Linked DNA regions of Mus musculus: regions 2, 3 and 4 are each linked to region 1. The links are chromatin contacts, called in public promoter capture Hi-C maps. All regions are on one chromosome and are shown on one strand. Each heading gives the region's core, a stretch centred on a gene start, on an enhancer-like site or on the middle of the called end of the contact. The rest is flanking DNA. Distances are from core to core; before and after follow the strand shown. Region 1 holds the start of Dtnb (dystrobrevin, beta). Region 2 holds the start of Mfsd2b (major facilitator superfamily domain containing 2B). Region 3 holds the start of Fkbp1b (FK506 binding protein 1b). Region 4 holds the start of Itsn2 (intersectin 2).

Region 1 (3,014 bases), core at 149-2,648:
CCTAGCAACCAGTGAGACTCTTCCAAACATGCAAAACAGTCACACAATTCATGTGTGAAAAGTAATGTATCCCCTCTCACACAAAAAACCTCACTTACTCTAAGTTATCAGCACAGCACTGCCTTCACCATGGGAATTTAAAAATAGATTGTGAGAAGAGGAGGAAAAGGGTGTCCTAGAGGCAGGCTGCCAGTCTGATTGAAGCAGGTGGCATGATCTGCCTTTCCATAAGGTGCCAGAAGGCTTCAAAAAGCATCCCTAAAGCACACAGGCCTACTGCTGCTTTCCTTAACATGTGCACATCCACACGCACCAAAAGTCTAATGGATCATGCCGCTGTCTTAAAGTTGAGGGAAAACATTTATCTTTTGAGCCATTAAAAGAAGACTTTGATGTCCCTAGAGAGTTTGGAAAAGCTTCTATAAAAAATGGCAATATGAGGGGCTGGAGAGATAGCTAAGTAGTTAAGAGCACTTGCTATGTTATCAGAGGACCTGGGTTTGATTCCCCAGCATCCAGGTGTCATTTCACACTCTTCTGGCCTCGGGGTGGCACTCACAGGGTGCACACACATTGCAGCCCAAACACTCATACACATAAAATAAAGTCCTTTAAAAAAATGATATGAAGCGGGGGGGGGGGGGGGGGGTAGTGGCGCACGCCTTTAATCCCAGCACTAGGGAGGCAGAGTCAGGCGGATTTCTGAGTTCGAGGCCAGCCTGGTCTACAAAGTGAGTTCCAGGACAGTCAGGGCTACACAGAGAAACCCTGTCTCGAAAAACCAAAACCAAAAAAAAAAAAAAAAGAGTTGGTAATGAATAAATAAATAAATAGATGCTAGATAAATAAATGAAGCTTTGTCGCCCCTGCTCCGTTGCTCAAGCTGTTTAATGTCTAAATAGTCCCACTTTTAGGAACTACTGAACAACTAAGCGGAAAGTAATGTCTCTCCTTCATCCTCTCACCGCATCCGGCTGTGGCTTGGCTTTGCGCAGGGGACCAGACTCGGTCCTTCGCAAGGCTGCTCTTCTCCCTAAGTTATGCATTCTTGGGGACCAGGGGCCGTGACCCGGATCGTGTCCATCGGGCACCAGGCGCGGAGTCAGGGCTCAGCGAGCCTGCTGAGGCAATGTGGAAAGTCACTCGGGGGAGGACCCGCGCTCGAGGCAATGATTCACCGGGTGTTTCTTCGCATTCCTTAAGGTGCAGTCACGTCGGCGCAGCACGCAGCCGCCCGGCAGCTACCTGTGGAGTGGAAGGGCAAGTCCACCTCCACCTCCGCGGCCGGCGCACAGCAGAGGCCCGGAGGGGGCGCGCGAACCCGCGGGAGGGCACTCGGCCGCCTCCCCGCCCCCTCTCGCGGCGGAAGCCCCGCCCCTCCGCGCGCCCGCCCTCCGCGCGCACCCGCCCTCGCCCTCGCGCCCTCGCGCCCTCGCGCCGGGGGCGGGCTCGCTGCGCGTGCCGGGCGGGGAAGCGGCGCGAGCCGGCGCCGTTCCGTTCGCCGCGGGGGCGGCTCCGGGGCCTGAGTGGGCGCCGCCGCCTCAGTCGCTGCTTGCTGCTTCAGCCGCCTCAGCCGAGGGGGCCGGGTTGGAGGAGGCTGCGGCCGCCGGAGAGCCACGCGACGGCCCCTCAGCTCCGGCCGGGAAGCGAGCCAGGTGGGGAGTCCGCCGGGGCTGGAGGAGCGAGAAGGAGGGCTGCGGGGTGGCGGAGTGCGCGGCCCTGGAGCGGCGACCCTTGGGAGACAGCACGCCGGGCCGGGGAGGGCTCTCCGGTCACCCGCGCGCGCGGGGGCCCGCGGAGCGCAGAGCCGGGCTGCGCGCGCTGCTGATGCATCCTGAGCCCGGCTGGCGGGGAGGAGGCTCCGCGTTAGGTGCTGAAGGGGGCGAAGGCGGCAGGTCCTGGCAGAGGGCAGGTGAGGTAGGCAGGCCCTGGCAGAGGGAAGGGAATTCATTCCAGATCACCTCTCAGTGTCCCCCGAGGCTCCCGGTAGACGAACCTGTCCACCCAGGTCACCCCTGTTGGGCACAGTGTCCGGAGAAGAGGGAGGATGCAGCTGACGAATGCTTGCTGTTAAATTTCTGTGCCAGGCCTTAGGGAATCAGGGAGACCTTCCAGCATTCTCTGCAAGCGTTTATTGATTAGCTACGGAGCAGGAGAGAACCGCGGTCAGCGCCTGGGTCACGACTTTATCACTCTCAGCCATCTTTTGCTGTTGAAGTGCTGACAGTTCGGCTGTGAAAGTATGCACACAAAATGTAAAGTGCTCTATTTCATGTTTCCTGTTCTGTTCACTTCAGGTCCCTTTAGGATTTTCCCAGCCCTGGGAAACTGGAGCCGTAAGTTGCTTGGTTTGTGGAGAAAGTAAGATAGTTGAGGAAAGCTGGTGGGAACTATTGAGAAGAGATTTGAAGGATCTTACTGACATTTAAAAGAGGGGTGGGGAGGGGGAGAAGAAATCTGGAAGAAGAATCTTGCCTTCCCAGCTAGAATTAAGCTCCGTGCCTGTTTTCTGTTCAGTCCTCCGGATGTGGCCTGGATCCCAGCAGCCCTACAGTGGATGCCCACTGCAGAATGGATGGAGGAAGCAGGGGCTTGAGTGTCAGTCTCTGTAGAGTTAGGGATGATCGCTGGACTTCCTTTGGTCCTCGGATTCTCTTTTTGCCTCTTCAGGTAACCCAGGCACTGGTAGGTTAAAACAGTGGCTTAGGTGGCAGACTCCGGTGGCCTGTGGCCACTCTTCTTCATCCACGTGGTTCTTGCATGTTGTGCACCAGGAGCTTAATCTCTGGGTGGTGCTCTGGTCTTTTCTCTCTTTGGCTTTTTTCTGGTCGTTTGAGGAGGATGGGAGGGTGCTTTTGCTTAGAGAACACTTTATAATTTCTGTCCTGCCTCTCGGATCTTGGTTCTGAAGGGAGAGAATGCTTCTTTCTGTCTCTTTAGTTCTGTAAGGGCTGGACTTCTGTCCTCCACCTTGCCTGGACTCTCCAGTCCCAGGCTGCTGCTTCCTTTCCCTC
Region 2 (3,014 bases), core at 212-2,711, 1.3 Mb after region 1:
CGGACAGTAGGTGCTCAATGTTTCTAAGCAGTGAATGGCTATGAGGATGCTGTAAAGTAATCTTCAACTAAGGCTAGGAATCATTTTATTTTTTTCATCCTTTGGGGGCAGAGTGGGGTGGGAGGGAGTGTGGACTTCGTCCATTTCAGTATCTTGTAGACACCACCACAGGCAGGCTGTGAGGAAGGGAAAGGTCTTCCTAGATAAGGCATATCACAAACTTCACACATTTCCTACCCTAGGAGAAAAACCACACTCAAGGCTGGATGTATTCTTCTTCTGACATCTGTGTGGACATCATTGCAACTGCCAGAAAAACTTTACAGGCAGAATCCAGTGTGAGCGGATTCCCATCCTTTAATGAGTCTCTTGTTTACCCTAAATGGGCCTGTGGAGGTTTGAGATAATAGAAAGGCCGTTACAACAAACTCCAGCTGAAACTGACATGAGACAGACTCACACACTGAGTGATGCTGGGTCTCCTTACCCCATCAGCCCCATAGAGTCCATGGAATCTACACTACACTACATGGAGCGAACAAACTGGCTGTGTGACCTGCGGAACTTGTTGCTTGATAAGCAAAATGAAGACATGCACCTCATAGCATTATTAACGTAGTCAAACACTGCTGCTTCATGGCAGTCTTAGGTTTCTTTTCCTTTTTCCATTAATATCACATATCACCTCAGTTCTCTAAATTCTGGGAGAGGTGAGGTCCCACCCCACCCCCAGTACCATCTTACCATCTGAGATCTGCAGCCACCGGGCCATGTCTCTTACTCATCCACTTTTCCTAACTGTTAAGGCGATAGCTCTAATTATATTTCCCAGAACATCAAGAAATCTTCCTGCCTTAGCCTCCCCAGTCAGGTACTGAGACTACAGGCACACCTAGGCACGGGGTCTCCCAACTGAGGGCCACTTTTTGCCACGAAGAGAACGCAGAGGGTCTAAGGACCTTGGGTTCCCATCTCCCCTCTACCCAAATCTCTCAAGCCCCTGCCTGGGCATCCGGAGAATCCTCTAAGGAGAACTTGGTACCTGGCGAGCACCACAATTTCGGAGGGAGGCTAAGTCAACCGGAGCTACCAGGAGTTTGGGGAAAGGAGGCAGCTCCCTTCGCTGGGCTAAGAAGCCTCCAGGAGGATCTGCAGTCAGGACACTGGAGATCTGGTCCTTCCAGCCTGCCTACTTGAATAAAGCTGTGTTACTTCACACTAGGACTTGGGATGCCTTCCTATTTTCTCTGGGGTGTCCCAGTGGCGCCAAACCACACACTACCCAACAACTGGACAAAGTGCTGTGGTAGGTTCTTCCCTGCTCTTGGGAGCGCTGAGTAGCCCGGCTTCCCTCTTCCCACCCTGACGCTCACCGAGCCTGGCTCCTGGGTGTGAGGCTCTGCGACAGGAGCGGGGGTGGGTCCATGGGGCACCGACATCCCGTGGCTGTTAAGCTCCGACTGCTGCCGCAGCGCAGTCACTATCGGGAGGGTGGATCTGGCCAAGTGGGCGTGGTCCCATTGTGCAGGCAGCCCGCCCTCCGGGAGCTCTAGTAGCCGCGTGCCACCTGAGGCAGCAGTGTGGGGATACCCAGGACCTCGAAGCTTCGGGTCCTCCTCTCCAAGGAGGAACTCCAATCTCCATACACCTGGGAAAAAGCGGTCAAGTCCTCAGGGACGATCTTGTTTGTTTCTTGGCAGACATGTTGTAGACAGAAACCCTCAGCTAACCCCGCCTTGGGTGAAAGCCAGCAAATAAACCTATTTAAATAAAGCACTTCACTTGTCCAGATTAAAACTGTGGCTGAGTGGACTCAGCCCGAACTACACATTTCCCAGGCTTTTCCTATAGGGGACTTGCAACTACAGCTGTGCCACCAAGTCCTGGAGGGTGAATGAAGTGTGGTGGGTGTGATAGCTCACCCAGGACATACTTTCAAAAGGCAAAAGACCACACTGTATAAACACCTAACAAGAAAATAGTGTGACTATCCTTCCTTGTATTATCAGACTACTGAAACAATGGGTCCCAGAAATTAGTCGACCCCTACCCCCAAGGGGGGAAAAAAACCCAAAACCCAAAAAATTCCTCCTAGGAGTAAAGGGGCTGGGCAGCCAACTTTTTTTTTTTTTTTTTCCAAGACAGGGTTTCTCTGTGTAGCCTTGGCTGTCCTGGAACTCACTTTGTAGACCAGGCTGGCCTCGAACTCAGAAATCCCCCTGCCCCTGCCTCCTAAGTGCTAGGATTAAAGGCGTGCGTCACCACGCCCGGCTAGGGCCAGCCAACTTAAGAGAAAGATTTCCAATGTGTCAACTTTGATGTGCTGCGGCGTTACATTCTCTTGGAGATGGACTTCGGAGGCCACTGGATCTTTGGATTCCTCTCCTCGGTGTGCTTGGTATGGTCTGCTCACCCCACCCCACCCCCAAAATAGCTTTAGCCATTTTGTTTCATACCTGTCAATCACCAACACAGAGAAGTGACTTGGCTCAAGGCCATGCTAACCACATACCCTGTTTTGTGTTTTGTTCTGTATATTTTGAATGTTCTATATGAGGTTTGCTGATCTTAAGAGATTAAAAAATAAAAAGGAAAGAGAGAAAAGAAAAAGAAATTCCACAAAGCATTACATGGCCATCAAAGTTCAATATTAACTGTTATATCTGAAATAGCTAGAGTCAGAGCTGACCATGAGGCAGCCCTTCCTGCACCTCCCTATGAGCTCATACATACATATGTGAGCACTGCATGTACGTATGTGGTTTTTGTTGCTGCTACTAATAAACCAAAAGTTATAATTCTTGTGCTGCTATCCCAAAGCTCTGCAATTCTCCTGCACCCATCCACTAACCCCTTTACCTAACCCAGGACCAATCAGCCTAAAGGTTAGCTGATAACACTTTGCTTAGTGAGCCAACTGCTCCCCTCCCTGCTCTTTAAACCTTTGAACCTGGTTTTTCCTGTAAAAAGTCTACTCTGAGAGATTAGTACCGCAATTAGGCTCCCGCAGTCCT
Region 3 (3,014 bases), core at 290-2,789, 1.3 Mb after region 1:
TGAGAGCCCATTGGTTCCATCCTGTAACCCTAGGTCCAGCACACAGTGTACACGTTCCATAAATATCTGCTAAATGAGTGGTTTGTTTAACAACTCACAAGTGGCTTGGTGAAGTTGGTTGTGGATGCATGGATAGTAAGTATCGAAAGAGGAAGTGCCAGTGTGGATCCCTCCCGCCCTAGCAATCACCAAGAGGGCAGCTGCTTGCAGAAGTAGGGGGAAGAGTCTTTTAATGATTTTCTTCCTGAGGGAGGGGCCCTTAAAGCTCTGCATTTTAGGGGACCTGTGAGAAAAATGAGGGGACTGAGAACGGAAGTCAAATGGAAGGCGGGGAGAACGAAGATGGGGAGACAGCTCAGAGGCTGTGTGGGTGACAAGGCCTGGGAAGAAACGTGTATCTGCAAGGAGTGATCTGGGCAGTATCGGGTACTTCCAGGAAGCCCTCGGTTTGTAACCAAGAAGCCCTTTAACTCCCTGCGAAGGAGCATGCCAATAATATCCAACAGCAAGTTTGCTTGTTAAACACTCTGGACCTTGGGGGTGGCTTTTGGTCTGGATTAAATTTTGCTTAAGAAATAGCTACTCCTTGAATATGTTGAATACACCCAGTTTTCTAAATAGTTGAGGAAACTTGGTGAGACAGGGAACCCAGAGATAGATAGACTGGGAGGAGGGGGTGGGGTGGGGCGATGAACCAAATTATGGAACGCGAGTTGTTTTGACCTGGCTGACCCGGCACCATGGACCCCCCAGGAGGATCAAGCAGCAGGTCCGAAGGCTGGGTTTTGACTGAGGAGGGCATGGTAGAGGGCAGATGACCAGGAAGGGTGAGTAGGACCGGGAGGGTGAAATAGGAAGCAGAAGCAGCCAAAGGAGTGGCAGGCTCCCAAATTGGCTCTCTCCACAACTAACCACTGCCCAGCCCTGGGGGCCTCCAGACAAGAGGGGCGGGGAGGTGTGGTGCAATAGGAGGGGTTTCTCTGTACAGCAGGAACCCCCAAAGCGAGATCATCCCTGGAACCGAACAGGAAAAACGGAACAGAAATTCAAACCTGGGAAGTCAGTAGCAGCGGTTAATCGAGAGGTTGCAGCTCAGGAGATAGCAGCCGCAGCCTAGGACAGTGGCTGGACATAACCCCCTTGCCCTAAGGTGGCCGCCTTCACTCCCCAAGGTGAGCGGGCGCAGAATGGGATGGTGCGTTGTCCTCTGAAACCCACAAGAATCGGGGAAGGAGGTCTCCTCCTGTCGCCCGCATCTTTGACCCTCTCCCCGCTTCAGGTCCCCGGAGCCACCTCGGAATCAGATCCCAGCCCGCGGACTCCGCCCCGGGACCCCTCCTCCTCCCGGGCCCAGCCGCCCGGTACCGTCTCCTGGGGAGATGGTCTCGATCTCCACGCCCATCACGGTCCCACAGGCCCCGCCTCCAAGGGGGTCCTCGCGGCTGCCCCGACCCCGGCTCCGCTCTGGCGCGGACCCCGCAGGCACTCCCGCTCGCCTTCTTGCCGCCACTGCAGAGCCGGAGGAGGTGCGGCTGGAGTCAGGACCTGCGCGGGGAGGGGCCGCCGGGAAGGGGGCGGCGGGGTGGAGCTGTGCGACAAGGTGGGGTCGGCCGGGGCGGAGCCCGAGGGAAGCGACCCTGACGTGGCTGCTCCGGATCCTGGCCAGACTAACCACCATTAACCCACTGGCTGAAAGGGGAGGCAGGGTGAGCGAGGCGTGCCGGCACTAGCACATCCACACATCTATCCACTCAGTGTATATTTATTTAGCACCTACAGGGTGCAAAGCCCCAGGGAGTCCACTCAATCCTACAGACTAGGAGAAAGTCGGTAATTAAACTAACTCTTTAAATACGTGTGCTCAGTGCCGTGGGGTTCAGAGTAAAACGGAAGCACCCGAGACTGATACCTACCCGGGTTAGGCTTCCCGAATCTATTGGAGCAGAGCCGGCGAAGGGAAGAAACCAATTATTGACGAATTTTCCTCAACCACCTTAAGACCACATTCATCATTCCTCAAAGTTTTACAGCAGGTATATGTATTGGAGGTCTCACCTTTCAAGGTAAAGGACTGCTCCCTGGGGATTCCAACTGAATTAAAGGAGGATCAGCTCTGTGCTGAAGATACAGCGACAGCCTGAATGGTGAATGCTATAGAAGGAATGAATGAATTCTTTTACCTCTACCCAAACCAAACCAGGATCTAAAAAGATACTTTTGTCCTTCCCCAATCCGAATTCCGCTTCCTTGGTCCTGGGACTTGAATCCAGGGAAGCCAGGGCCTGTTCACTCACGCTAAGCTAACAGAGGTTACGTCCATGGCCCCTAGGAAGATACATTGGGAGGAGAAAACATTTGCTTGAAGGCTGAAGGAGACTTTAAGAAATGCCCCCCACCCCCATCTTTTCTACACCCGTTGCACAGATCTGAATTTGTTTCTGACAAGAGCCAATGGGAGGTGAGTATGGGAGAAGGACCTATTTATTCAAAGGCCCAGAACTGGAACTTGACGCATTTTCCTCAGTTTCTCCATCTCCACTCTTCCAAGTGGCTAGCTCGCAGATACTAGCTTGCCAGGATACAAGGACTAAAGTTGGTGCTCAGAAAAGCTGGTTTACGGTACTGTGCACGTTAGGATCAGAAAAAAACCCGTGTGTGTGCCCTAGAGTCGTCAGGGCTTAAGGCAAACAAACAAACAAAAAAGCTTAAGACACCCCACCCTCCAACCCTGACCCTCACCCCCCTACTGGTTATGGCCTTGGGCAGGTACTTTGAGATCGGGGTAGAACAGATCTGCTACTTGGGCAGGCCTACGAGGCTGGCTTCAGGTAAACGGATGTATTTACATTTTGGGAGTGATATTTTATGGGATTTTTAAATGTGGAGTTCTTGACTCCCCTCTAAACTAAACACTAACTTTTTACACATGTTGACTGTAGAATTCCGATTCCCTCTTGCCAACCAATTTTTTTTTTCTCTGTATAGCCCTGGCTGTCCTGGAACTCACTCTGTAG
Region 4 (3,014 bases), core at 330-2,829, 1.0 Mb after region 1:
ACAGAGAGACCATCCCCCCCCCCCAAAAAAAAACCCTAAAACCAAACAAAAAAAATCCCAAGTTGTTGACTTAGTGTTTGGGATACTGCAGGCAGACATACAGAACTCCAATTTCTGATAGCTCTGCAGTTTCTTCAAGGGAGGCCTTTAAATGCACCTGCGTCCCACCGCCCTCCTCTCAAGGATCCAGCAACCTCAACAGAAAGAAGGCAAGGTGAATGTTACCAAGTCCCGAACACCAAAATGCAAGCCAAGGGCTAATTGAAGAGTTAAGAAAACACCGTGAGAGCAAGAAAACCCTGTTTATCACCATCAATGTTTGCTAAATTCCTCCTAAGAGTTGGTTGTCCAGTTCAGTTGGCCCTGAGCATCTCCGCAATCTCTTTCAAGTCAGACTTTCTATCTGCATCAGCCCCAACAGGGGTCAGTGAAGCCTGGGGTCATCTGATCTACACATATCTCTCACATTTCAATTGAAATCATAGGGATACTAATGTTTGAAAACATCCATTTATTTATGGGATTTTTAAAAAACAATTTTTATATAGCCTAGACTGACCTCAAATTCACAATCCTTCTCAGCAGTCAGACTGATGCGACTCGTTCTCTGTGTGCAGGGGTTACAGGCACGCACCAGTTTACGTTATGAGTTTTGCATCTCAGTACACTTCCTTCCATGGAAACCTTACACTCCCATTTTGCCCATTAGGGACCATCATTTCCTCATCCTCAACCTTAAGAAAGCTTTTTTTTTGTCCAGGGGGTGCTGTTGCCTCTGTCAAACAGCAGATAAAGAATGGTGATTTGAGTGAGGAAACCACAGAATAGAAATAAGTTCTAAGTATGAGTTTCTCCTATTAGATGGGTAAGGATGTTTAGCTTCTGCAAGCAGAAAAGTCCGGGACGGTCTTCCTGTCTGTCATGAGCTTGCTCTTGTGTGTGAACAGAGGGATGCTTTTTCTCAGTCTCTGTCTCTGTCTCTGTCTCTGTGTCTCTGTCTCTCTCTCTTTCTCTCTCTCTCTCTCTCTCTCTGTGTGTGTGTGTGTGTGTGTGATGGTGAATGGACAGCTAACTCTTGGGTGTGGTAAAATCCTTTAAGGAGAGTCCTTGAGAAGGATCTGCAGCAAAGGTGGAGGCAACTCCTTTGCACCTCTAACTTCCCCATTCTCAGGAAAGGCTTGCTCACATGTTAACGAAGAGACCTTCAGTGAATAAGAAGGTTCCAGCTTGAGAGACAGCAAGCTCCATGTGTGGTCCAACGGGGATGTCCTGGACATCTCTTGGCCCTTTCCAAAACCTTAGGGTCCTGTGGCAGGAAATGTCCCACCCAGTCCCCGGCAAGTCACCTCGAAGAGGAGGAGCCAGGTGGGGGGTCTTGGCAGCTCCTGGAAGGGCTGTCAGCCGCGGAGCTTCGGGACCTGGCGGGAGGAGAAGCATTTCGGCCCACGCCTTCCACGGTTCCGGGGGCGAGGAGGAGCGCCACGCAGTGTCACGCTCCCCACGGTGAGGAGTAGGTGTCCCGCGGCTAGGCGGGCGGGCCGTCACTGCCCGCCCGTCGCTCGCCTCCCCGCCCCCCGGCTTCCTGCGGAGGCCGCGGCCGCCATGTTGTTGTGGGGCTGAGGCGGCGCCGGCTGAGAGCCCAGCAGCCGTGACAGGCTGCGCAACAGGTTCGCTGCGGCCGGCCTGACGACTGACCCGGCGGCGGCGGCCGCGGCACGGCAGGGTCTTCCCGGAGCTTGGCCGCGCCCACGCGCCGGTGTCGAGGAGCGCGCGGGGTCGCGCCGGGACGTGCGCGAGGCGCCAGGTGGGTGAAGCCGCCCGTCGGCGCGGCCGAGGGGCGCGGGGCAGGTGCGGCCGCCGCCGCCCCCGGGGTTCCACGGGCCGGGCAGAGGGGGCTGCGCGCCGCGCACCGCCGGGTTCAGTCCTCGGAAGCGCGTGCGGCCCCCGCCCTAGGCCCCGGCCGAGGACGGCCGTGCCGGGCGGAAACCTCCGGCCCCGGGGTTCCTGCCTCCGCCGCGGGGCGGGCGGGCCGCTCCTCTCAGAGGCCGGGAAGCCCGGGCCCCTTGCCGCGGCCTCGCTTGGCAGGTGACGGCCTCCGCCTATCGCTGGTGGCGACCGGGTTCCGGGCTTTCCTTAGGGGCATCTGGGCTGGGTGCGCGTTGCCTTGGGGACCTATTTTATTTTGGCTTAGTTGACTTTTCTTTTCTTTCTTTCTTCCTTTCTTTTCTTTTTCCTCCTTGGTCAGGGTTGCTGCAGAGTGTCAGGTGAGCCGCATCCCGGTGCGTCAAAGTAGCCGGAGTCACGAGAGGACAGTGGGCGGATGCTTGGCGTCCACTGCTCGCGTTATAACAGCTAAAGTTGAGAACTGTTAAGCGCTGACTTCTGCATTATGCATTTCTAGGGTATATATAGGAAGCACAGCGAGGAGTCTCTGTAGCCAAAGTTCACTGCTTATTTAAGGGAGAAGAGGCACCTACAAGTGCATAGTGAGTAGGTAAACCGAGGCTGCAAGTTTCATTCTGCTGAAAGACACTGTTTGCAGGTATTGGTCATGCTCTGTGTTATTCAGTGATTGTCCGTGGCAAATACACTCATTTGAAACTTGCATTCATAACGAACAGGAACATTTTGGATAGACCCAGCTACTTTACAATAGGAATTCAAGTTGACACAGAAATTACTGCCGTACTCCGTGCTTCTTGTCTGTTTCACGGCGTTTCCTACTTCCTCAGGGGACGCAAGGTGTCACTTGGAATTTTGTGTTGTTAGCTTAGTTTAGGTAGTACAGACTGGAGGCCAAACTAGGTGCTTAAGCCTTTGAGAAATTGCTAACTTCCCTTTCACGGTTTGCTGTATTGTCATCCAGTGCTAAAACCTAAAAGCAATCTAGAAACATGGCCTACAACATTTATACAAGTTGATGGGAGGCCTGCAAAATTCAGTTATGTGCTTGCCATTACGTTGGCGGTTATTCTTATGACTGGTGTGCTGCTGCTGTTCCAAGTAATGCTGGT

Evidence for each region. Promoter capture Hi-C pulls out the DNA fragments that hold promoters and counts their contacts.
Region 2: a promoter capture Hi-C map of the HPC-7 cell line shows a contact between it and region 1. The contact joins the promoter of Mfsd2b here to the promoter of Dtnb in region 1. A contact is called at or near these places in 6 of 39 promoter capture datasets (the C10 cell line, the HPC-7 cell line, cranial neural crest and 2 more) and 1 of 484 Hi-C or Micro-C datasets (bone marrow-derived macrophages).
Region 3: a promoter capture Hi-C map of liver shows a contact between it and region 1, with 4 times the contacts expected there. The contact joins the promoter of Fkbp1b here to the promoter of Dtnb in region 1. A contact is called at or near these places in 3 of 39 promoter capture datasets (liver and pre-B cells), 1 of 484 Hi-C or Micro-C datasets (regulatory T cells), 1 of 115 datasets of contacts at active chromatin or transcription factors (embryonic stem cells) and 3 of 9 other capture datasets (adipose tissue, liver and pancreatic islet).
Region 4: a contact with region 1 is called in a promoter capture Hi-C map of liver, with 3 times the contacts expected there. The contact joins the promoter of Itsn2 here to the promoter of Dtnb in region 1.

What each region holds. Positions count from the first base shown.
Region 1 is chr12:3,570,993-3,574,006 of GRCm38.p6, forward strand. It overlaps Dtnb (dystrobrevin, beta), which reads left to right and starts at 1,399. Exons shown (of 18, transcript NM_001162465.2): 1 at 1,399-1,655.
Region 2 is chr12:4,872,898-4,875,911 of GRCm38.p6, forward strand. Mfsd2b (major facilitator superfamily domain containing 2B) reads right to left here and starts at 1,462. Exons shown (of 14, transcript NM_001033488.2): 1 at 1,374-1,462. The coding sequence starts at 1,439.
Region 3 is chr12:4,840,034-4,843,047 of GRCm38.p6, forward strand. It overlaps Fkbp1b (FK506 binding protein 1b), which reads right to left and starts at 1,540. Exons shown (of 4, transcript NM_016863.4): 1 at 1,366-1,540. The coding sequence starts at 1,402. It also overlaps a transcript of Wdcp not described here.
Region 4 is chr12:4,591,429-4,594,442 of GRCm38.p6, forward strand. Itsn2 (intersectin 2) reads left to right here and starts at 1,580. Exons shown (of 40, transcript NM_001198968.2): 1 at 1,580-1,804. It overlaps Gm3625 (predicted gene 3625), which reads right to left and starts at 2,303. Exons shown (of 1, transcript NR_169069.1): 1 at 1-2,303.